2 separate regions of the Mus musculus genome follow, and region 1 is linked to region 2. The links are chromatin contacts, called in public promoter capture Hi-C maps. All regions are on one chromosome and are shown on one strand. Each heading gives the region's core, a stretch centred on a gene start, on an enhancer-like site or on the middle of the called end of the contact. The rest is flanking DNA. Distances are from core to core; before and after follow the strand shown. Region 1 has its middle 36 kb from the start of Gm32969. Region 2 has its middle 13 kb from the start of Gm32729.

Region 1 (5,079 bases), core at 1,729-4,228, 330 kb before region 2:
CCAGACTGAAATACTGAATGGGTGGAAGAAGCAGAGGAAGATTGGGAACACAGTGTAGCTTTCATGGAACCCAAGTAAGAAGGAGAAGAATAGGGTGGACTTAGTGTTGGGGTGGATAAAATATGGTTAATTAGTTAGATAACATATTTAATATCTACTGTGTGGAAGAAACCACTTATACTGTAGTGGTTGCCAATAATGACAACATTCTACGCAGGTCAGAAATTTTGGATTGGTCTGAGCTGTGTGATTTGTCTGTAGAGCTCAGTATGGTTGCCTCATTCACTTGGTAGAGAGCTGTCAGTCAGCCAGACAGTGTCATCTGGGGTTTGGCTTGCCTCCTGAGATGGTGAGATGTCTGGCCACAAAGGTCTTAACACTTAGAAGAATACCTAAGAATGTACATAAGGTTGCTGGTTGAGGCCTTAAGATCAGCCATGGATACATTTTGAGTCTTTGTTAATATCATGGATGCTATTGTCAATTGGCCCAAGAAAATCATGTTTCTTCCAGGGTTGGGTTTCATGATTTTTCAAGAGCTGTCCTGGTAGACTAGTAAGGTCTTGGGGGCTTATCCAACAGAGATTGGTTTTCTCATAGTTTTCCATCCTAGACTTTTAAGAGCAAGGTGCTAGTAGACTTAATGTTTTCTGAAGCTTCTCTTTCTCCGACTTGCAGGTGGCTACATGCTCATCTCTTCACATAGGTTTTACTGGGTGTGTATACTCTTGGTGTCTCTCCTTTTATAAGTTCGGTAGCTGTTCAGAATCAAGGCCCATCGTAATGGCCACATTCCACTCTTTAAAACACCTTATCTCCAATATGATTTCATTCTTAGGGGCCAGGACTTCAACAGAAAACCTTAGGATAGACTCATGTCATCCATAAGATTCATTGTAGGAGAGGCCAGCCCAAGGACACAGGCATTGGAAATATGAAGTAATCAGAGAATCATCAATCTATAGCAGGTTATCAAGATATAGGAAAGCAAATAAAAATTCACGGGACTTGCACAAGATGTAATATCTTAGAAAGGGACCCTCAAACTGTGGCTACAACCTAGAGCTAACCCTAAATCTATTTTGTAAATATAATTTATTGAACCCAGCCACACGATTTTGCTGTTCATTAACTGTGGTTGCCTAGCATGCTAAAGTGAAATGTCAGAGTTAAGTAGTTGTGACAGAGATGGAGTGATCCATACACTTTTAACCCATTGTGGTTTTTTGCAGAAAATATGTGCTGGCCCGCAAGTATTAAAAAATTGTATATATAAAAAAAAGCAATGAATTCTTAGAAGGAACAAGTAACAAGTATCTATGGTTCTGGAACTGAAAAGGAGTGCAGACATAATTTCTTTGCTTGTCTGTTATAAACAGACGGCCAGGTAAACAACATTTCTGCCACTTTAGAAGTTCACTAAGGCTCTCCTGTCTGTTGTCCACACGTCATCATTCTTTCAAGTATTATCTAGAGATAACTAGTTCTCATAAACAGATGACAAAGCAAGGGTCTTGGCTTTACTAGGGATCTCTGCTCCTGGATTCTGAACCTCATTCACACCCCATAGGAAGGCAGTGCCACATTTAAACCCCATTTCACATTTTAAAACCGATTCTGTTAAGCATGACTTCAGCTGTCACTTCTTGTTATTTTGGAAAGAGCCTGATGCTTGTAGGTTTGAGACATTCCATCCATTTGCTTGATGGACTTCTGATAACTATCCCTGCCCATTGGGTATGAAGTTGACCCCAATTATGCAGCTGACTGCCTTAATGACGGAGGATTTTTAGAATGGCCACCTACATTTAGTAGCGAGCTTTCTTGTCTGGCTACCTGATGCTTATTATCCACGAAAGCCAGGACTTCAAAACTGATGAGATTCTATTTTATTTTTATTTTTATTTTTTATGACTGCTGCAAATGAAGAGTGCAGGGAGAATTTGGAAATGAAGGGAAGTTGTTGGGCTCAAGGCTGTCTGCACTGTAGATGTGGTCTGCCGGCCCCGCAGGAATTGAGAAAAGCAGGCTTTTCAACCCTTTGCTGCAGAAGCCTTGTTATCGCAGAAATAGACCACTTGAGATGGAAGTGCAGATGGATTTGCTGCCGATGACAGCTCACCAGGACCCAGCTCTCCATTCAGGTACATTGATATGCATATTCACTCTACTGGAAAAAAAATCATCTCCTCTTCTACCCTGGGACACGGCTTCCGTAGGCTCTGGAATCTGCTATTTTATACCCACCTGCTGGTACAATATAAGCAGCTGCAATAGGCATCAAGCTATGAAAAGCTCGGAGGAGCACTATTGCAGTGTGAATTGCTTCCTCGCTCGGTGCTGTTTGGTGATCGCAAGATGGATTGCCAGATTAACACAGGAACACAGTGTTTGTGTAAGGAACAGGAGGGCGATTTCCTCCTGTTTCTCCCACCAGCCATTGCTTACCAGGCCCTCTGCCACTTATAAAAAATGAGGCACTTGCTAATGTCTCTTCGAAGAAATTCCAAGGCCAGAAACACTGACTCAAAGGGAACCTGCTTTGTTTTCTTTCCTCTTCTGGATTTCCACACAGAAGACTCTGATGCCATTGGCCAAAATAGGCCACTGGTCCATGCAGTGGCTGGCTAGCAGGAGCTTCCCCCAGAGCAGTTTGTTGACCGTTTGTGTTGTATCCCTTGAAGGAACTAATAAACATAGCCAAATGATGAAAGTTGGTTTTGAAACACAAAACTTGTTGACCAAAGAAGTCCAGGGAAGTGGAGGCTTTGGGAGCCTGCGCATCCATGTGGCCAATCTACGTTAACATCTTGTCTTCAGCACGCTGACCTCGCTTTGATTCAGGCATTTTTGAAAAGGATTCATTTCTTCTCCATTTCAAAGCTGTTTATCTGGCTTAGAAAATAGCTGCTTTAAACAGAAGCCTTTACACTTGTCTGGGTAAATTCTGTTCCAATTTTTGTTTTGGCCACAAGTCAAAGATAACAGCTGTGCGCTTGTGGGTTCACTGAACTCTACGCGCTTGTTGGCTGCATCACCGACCAGAGGGAATAACCAATAATTAGAACATTTCGGGTCATCTTGGGGAAGAACAGAGTTTTCTCATGTTTGGAAAGGTGATGTGGCCTCCCTTGGATTTTTCCAAATGTGACTGAACGTGGAGCGGAATGCATGAGCCAGGACTCAACCATTGTGTCCTCCGTTCCCCAAAATAACACAGGAGAAGTGGAGGCTGAAAACTATTTTTAATGTTTCCCAGCTTAACTACAGCTACACAACGGGCCCTCACGGTGATGGTGGGGGAAAGCTCTCATGTATTCCTGGCACATCGGCATTTCTGATCATAATGATTTGTGACTCGGAAGTCGAAAGCTGCTGAGTTCCTTCCTAGTTGAATCAATACAAGTTTACATAAATATATGTTTCTGTTTCCTTTTGTTCCTGCTTAGGCATTGATGTTTACTTGCTGGCGACTGTAGACAATGGAAGATAAACAAAGGAGAGGGAGGGAGGCTCAGACAGAGAGATGGTTCAGGAGAAATTATTTGGGCGGGTTCTAAGCTCTTTCCTGATGATGACTTTTTAGTTAGTTTTGCTCCGGCAGAGTAATGTTATATCTTTATTTGGAAAATAAAGGACTTTATCTTGTTGATCTGAATCATAATAACCTGTGAGTTTATTCTGTTGATTATATCATTGCTGCAGGGTAAATGCTCCTGTATCAGTGTTTGATGTGCTAAAGCTTTTCATACCACAGACATGTATCCAAAAACATTAATCCACAGGAGCATGGAGGCTGTTTTGCTCTTGAATGTAGGAGTCAAGAAAACATCTACACCATAATCAAAGACTCCCCTGGTCAAACAGACCAGGCTGGTACTGATAGCCTGTTTAATTTTTCACTTGGCGTTATGCTGTGGAGAGGAGATCTTTGACTTCTACTTGAAAACCCACATATATGAAGTGGAGGTCACATTTTCAATGCCTTACCTCCAGGATAGTCTTCATTACCAAGCTACAGCTCATCACACCATCCCACTCTCAGAGCTGTGGGAGGTGTCATGGGTCCCTTCAAGGCTGCTCTTTACTGTGACCTGTGCTGTTGATCAGTGGTAGAAATGTACCTGGCTCAGGTCACAAGCAGGATCTAAACGCAAGACCCTGTTAGCTCAGCAAACTCTAGCTCACAGACTGCCTAGGGTTGGGATGGGAAGCCAGTGATCTTATGCTGAGCTTATGAACAACATTGCCATGCTGGCCAGAGGCATATCTGCGTTCCTTCAGGCTTCTTGCTGTCAGTTTGAACCCACAGCTCTTCTCTTTCAGCACCTCCGACTTTCTTGTTGTTAAGTCCCATCTCAACAAGAACGCAAATGAATTATTAACGATGAAAGTGAATGAATGATTACTAGTTCATTTAGATACTTTTCACCATCTGAGTTTACTCAGGGAATGCCCGGCTTGACATAGAGATATGCATAGATTTTTGACTTATTATTTTAAAAATATTTTGCTGGTATTTTATGTTTGAAAGGAAAAGTTCTAAGTCCCTTAGTGTCAATGTGATTAGATCATGTTCACGCTATTGGCTAGTATATGACCATTAAATAGATTGTCATAATTCATATCAGAACTAATGCTATGAGCTAAAAACAGAGACTATCATCCCAAAAGTTGTGCTGAAGAAATATTCATACCATGCTCCCTCCCCGAAAGATGTGTGATTTAGGGCCCACTGTATGCAACTCAGCAGTTTATAGCCAATGCATCCCTGAAGACTGTGCCCTAAACTGGTCTAGAGAACAAAGGACTGAATTACTCAGGACTATTTAAAAAACTTTCTTAGGAGATGGAATGTGTGAGTTCAAGCTCAGGAGACTCAGCAACACTTGTTCTTCCTGCAACAAGACACAGATGGGCTGCCACACATTTCCTGTCTGATTGGAGGATCCCTCTAGGATTGAAGGAACAAAGGGTGACAGGAGAGGAAACTCCCAGCATCCCGGAGATGGCCTGAGCTTGCAAATCATTTTCAGTGTCAAGCTTTAGGATCTGGGAAAGACAAGAGAGTGTGCAGGA
Region 2 (4,994 bases), core at 1,510-4,009:
GTTTTGCTGAGAACAGACGTATGGTATTTTTCTGGAAGCTGCCTGGAAAAGAGGCATGTGATGTTTTGGTAGAGCAGATGCTTGAAAGAACACGTGATGTTTGGAAAGGGTATAAATATAATCCAACATACAGTGAACAACGCTGTGTGGCATTGGCCCACCTGGCCATTCTCTGCTGGTTCTCAATGGTCTTTGCTGACTTTGGTCTTAGCTGACTTTGGGCTTTGCTGATGGCAGGTTGGTTTGTCTTGCCTTCTTTGTTGATCATCATTTGTGGTGAATTCTTAGAGAGAAACAAACCAAAGAACTTCTACTTATGTTCCAGTGGCTTCTTGCCGCCTCTGCAGGCTCATGCTGATTGGCAGAGCTTCGGGATTCCTTCTGGATCAAACTGCCTTTACGTGAATGGTGTTTGTGAGGGGATCAAGCTACCGCTGCTGGTCATGTAAACTGAACTGCTGTTATCCTGACCACACAGATTGGATTCTCCCCAAAGAACTATATCTAAAGAGATCCACATCTTCCTTTGCCCTCCTAACCTTTTCTTTCTACTACCTCTTGTGGGTAATGGGCTAGAAGGGAGGTTAAAGTATTTAAGTATACTTATAAAAGTGGGTTTTAAATCTAAGCCTACAGCCGCTGTCTGCAATTGGCAAAAGCACAGGCCAAAATTTATCAAAGCAAGAAAGTGAGTAAGTGAAGAGACAACCCAGGGAGTAGAGGAAAATAACTTCAAGCTCTCCACATGATAAGGCATTAATATCCAGAGTAGGCAAGTAATTTTAACTCAATAACAAGAAAACAAATAATATGCTTAAAAATAAGCAAAATACCCAAATAGATAGTTTCCTGTGAAAATCATAGAAATGATTGACAGGTTTCTTCTTAAAATTATGCTCATGAAAAGACTGGAAATGCAAAACACAGGAGATACCACCTCAAAGTGAATGACTATTATCAAAAAGGTGAAAACGAACATGTCTTTGTGAGGACACAGAGAAAATGAAACACTTGCAGATGATCATTACCAACGTAAACTAATACAGTTATTACAGAAAAGAGTGTGAATACTCCCTCAAAAAAATCAATCTAGTATTTACTATATGATCTATATCCCACCCTTAGGTATACATAGAACAGAAATTTAAAAAGCATTTTGAAGTGCCTCTTAAGCCCTGTGTATCATATTTAATATAACTAAGATATGAAACAATACTAGACATCTGTCAGTGAATATGTGAATATAGAAAATGTGATTTTGGCACATGCACAGTGTAGTAATTCTCTGCTTGAATAAAAGAAAGCATGATACTTGTCACAATGTACATGGACCTGGAGGGCATTAATAGGAAATGTGTAAGACAGAAACACTACATGATCTTATATGTAGGTGGAATTAAAAAAAATGTTGGTTCTCATAATTGAGAATAAAAAGGTGATGACCAGGGTCTGCCATGGAGTGGTAGGATGGTCAGGGTGGAGTGGGTAGAGCTGGTTAGGAAGGTATCAGCTAAAAAGTGCAAAACTTCAGTTGTGTGGTAGAAATAAGCTTAAGAGGTCAATTGAACAGCATGATAGCAATAGGCCGTGTTAGTATGTTATATCTTAAAAATCTCTAAGAAAGTAATTATATATCTCAATATAAAAGTAAGTGTGATATAATGAAATTTAATTAACTCAGTTAAGTCATTCATATACATATATCAAAATAATATTTTGCATATGTAAGTACATATGATTTTAATTTATTGATTTAAAAATTAGTCACAAGGAATGCTCCTAAGTTTAAATTTGCTTTGATTAGGTAATAATTTGGGATATAGAAACAAAACAACAGCTTTCTATTTATTTTGCTTTAGCATCATGTACACAGGCTTCTCCAATGCCAACAGATGAGCGGAGAGTTGGCTTTGAGTCCTAATGGCCTAACATGGTCTTTCTATGACCTTTATTCTTCCCATGACACTTGCTTGCTGAGTCTCTCAGTGCCATTCACTCTCTGTTCTACACTATCATGTATTCTCCAGCCATATCATGTGTATCTGTTAGCCAATCATTTCACTATTTCCATGGCAACCAGTCTCCTTTTATATGGTGATGGAATGGACACCATTTCAGGGAAACAAAAACACCCTCAAAATTTCCAATGACACTAACCTATCCCCAGTAGGTACACAGGAAAGACATGATTAATTATGCCTCATGATTAAGATCTTGTCAGGATGATAAAAACCCTCCCTTCTTGGCAGAAAAAGTTACTTTTTGGAGACTTCTGTAAACTGTGAAATTCTAGGACCAGGAATCAAGCTTCATTTAAATATGACTATGAAGAATTTAACACTTAAAAAAAAATCTGTGAGCTATTTTAATAGGTACATTTGTACCAGTTATCAACTCCTTGGGAATCATTAAATGATCTCATATGGTATGTTATTTACAAAGTCCAGTATGTTTACATCAATAGAAAAATTGATAGCCATGCATTGAATGTACATCAAATTATATGTTATAATCACTATTTTGATAATCATGCTTACTGGAATAATGATATGACAGATAAAGGACATTTGGTGACAGATACTTAAAACTTAGTCATGAATGTATGAAGTGCCAAACTCTGCTGTAAGGCTGCCCTCTAAAAGCCCCATAATAAAATCAATGCCAAATTTTCATTTGTTAAAAAACAGAAGATTCCTGGATTGTACTGCCTCTGAATCAGAGGGGAAGAAGCATTTTCTGAAACCCGTCTTTCAGACAAATATCAAGTGTGACTTTCATAACGATAAAGCAAGAGAGTCACTGATGTTGGCACTGTGAGCTATTTATGAATTTTGAATCAAAGCACAGTAGGACAAAGCAGCCTTTTTCTATCCCACCTCAGTACAGAGGGTGGACCAGAGACGAGAGAGCTGGAAGGCTGATACAAGGCACTAGGTAAGGAACCGTGGATAAAGTCCAAGTGAAGGGATAGATTTGTTGGCACGACGATGCAAAGACATAGAAAGCCGAGACTAGGAAACACGATGATTTACTACGTGGTCACAATGTAGAGCAAAGGAGTTTGGTGATTGCGAACTTCTGTGATGGTGGGAACACGCCACCCTTTTCAGGGAACAAACTGCAGAGGAGGACAGTAGCAGCTGCTGCCTGTGAATCCATGCTGATCTGTAGGAGGCTTCATATCCCACACATGTGAGTCATGCTGTGTCTGCAAGTACATGTACCCATAACAAAACTCACGCTAGCTCTGTTCCACAGATGCGGCATCTCCCTACCTGACTCATGAGTAAGAGGTCTTTAGAGAAGTGGGTGAAGCCCAGAGATTTAACGATACTGTGCATGATTATTGGGTTAAAGGCTTGTCTAGCTTTTACTTTAGAAGGTATTGTTATTCACTTCAATTTAAAACCAAGCATCACATGATAACAATCCTTACCTTTGTAGAATGTACAGCATGGAGTTTGTATATTAACATAGGATTTATTCCATCTATTCTTGCAAGCAGTGTTCTGTGCTAGACTGCACAAGTCATTTTTCTCATATCTGTGAGGAGAGATTTGGTTGCTTGCTGCCTCTCCATGTGAGATACATCTGCATCTACAGTCTTCCTTATCTTGCCTTTAGAGACCAAACTAAATATCACCCCTTCCAAAGTTTCTCCAATCCCCCTTCACAACTTCTTCCTCTCATTGCCTGAATGTTCTACACACGATATATTATTCCTGTCATTTCTTTGCATTTAGTGATTCACTCATCTTGATCTCTATCTCTGACCACAGCGTAGGTCAAAGGAAACCCTGTAGACCAAAGCTGAAGTTATGTTTGCATCTAAGATCAGGAGTGTCAGAGATGATAAAGCATCAATAGACCTGTCAGTCAAGCTCTGACTCAAGATCCAAGACATTCAGTGGATGTGAGAGGGTTCCTATCACATCATATGAAGTGTTAAAGTCAGGATCAGGGTAAAAAAAAAAACCTGACACTTCAAATTGTGGATGAACGCCCTTAAAGAAAGCCAAGTAAGAACACAGCTCAAGTCAGTTCTCTGTCCTGAGGGATTCACTTTCCTAAAGTCTGCATTTTTTTTTCTTTCTGTCCAGATCTCAAGAGTCATCACAGAGGGCGCACCTAACATCCTTGTCTTTTCTGTATCCATTGTGGTTTTTGAATCTACCTAATTGTGCTCTATGAAATGTGCTATTCAACAAGCATGAATACAATTCCGATATCCTTTCCCCGTTTGATCAGTTTGGATCTGCAGAGAATCATCTTTATTAACTCCAGCATCCCACAACAGCCTGCATTGTCATTATCGATGACATTTTACCTTCTTTTTTTTTCTTTTTTTTTTTTTGTCAGATCCTTTTAGAAAGCATTCATGGTTGAATCAGTTTTATCTACAGTTGAATTGAAAATGTGCTGGGTGCGCGTTAAACACATTGTGAGAGTGCAAATAGGCAGCATTTCCAGATTCCCTCTGTCCTTTAATTTTGTCAGTCTGCTGAAAAGAGCTATTGATTGTGTCGGAGATGACTTGCTCTTTTGTAAAACTAGGCTGCTTGTTGTTCAGGATTCCATCATCCTCCAGGTTTTGATAAATTCATCTCATGGGGCATGTTTTATTTTTTTCCACTGTTGATTTTAGCTTTACCTGGCCATTATGAGCAAATTCATTTCTCCTGTGTTTTGTAAAATGTGTATTTACACCCACATATGTTAGGATCCTCCCCTATATCATACAGTGGATCTTACAATAACTGAATGTATACTATTTAAACTACACATAGTAAAGGTGTTGCAAAAGAGCTTTTTAAAATGTAAATAAAGTGATGGAAATGTTCCTAAACAGAACACCAATGGCTTATGCTCTAAGATCAAGACTTGACAAATGGGACCTCACTCGTAAGAAGGACACATGCTCAACTATGTTCATAGCAGCCTTATTTGTAATAGCCAGAAGCTGGAAAGAACCTAGATGCCCCTCAACAGAGGAA

The links. Promoter capture Hi-C pulls out the DNA fragments that hold promoters and counts their contacts.
Region 1: a promoter capture Hi-C map of hippocampal neurons shows a contact between it and region 2, with 7 times the contacts expected there. The contact joins two enhancer-like sites. A contact is called at or near these places in 1 of 39 promoter capture datasets (hippocampal neurons) and 2 of 484 Hi-C or Micro-C datasets (cerebral cortex and ventral hippocampal neurons).

The regions. Positions count from the first base shown.
Region 1 is chr14:86,487,615-86,492,693 of GRCm38.p6, reverse strand. No RefSeq gene overlaps it. Among named protein-coding and RNA genes, the nearest start is that of Gm32969, 36 kb to the left of the region's middle. Within about 2 kb of position 2,978, at least 33 of the 459 cell types and tissues checked have an H3K27ac peak or open chromatin away from gene starts, as enhancers often do. A contact at or near this core is called in hippocampal neurons and ventral hippocampal neurons, where this site is marked.
Region 2 is chr14:86,157,471-86,162,464 of GRCm38.p6, reverse strand. No RefSeq gene overlaps it. Among named protein-coding and RNA genes, the nearest start is that of Gm32729, 13 kb to the left of the region's middle. Within about 2 kb of position 2,759, at least 16 of the 459 cell types and tissues checked have an H3K27ac peak or open chromatin away from gene starts, as enhancers often do. A contact at or near this core is called in hippocampal neurons and ventral hippocampal neurons, where this site is marked.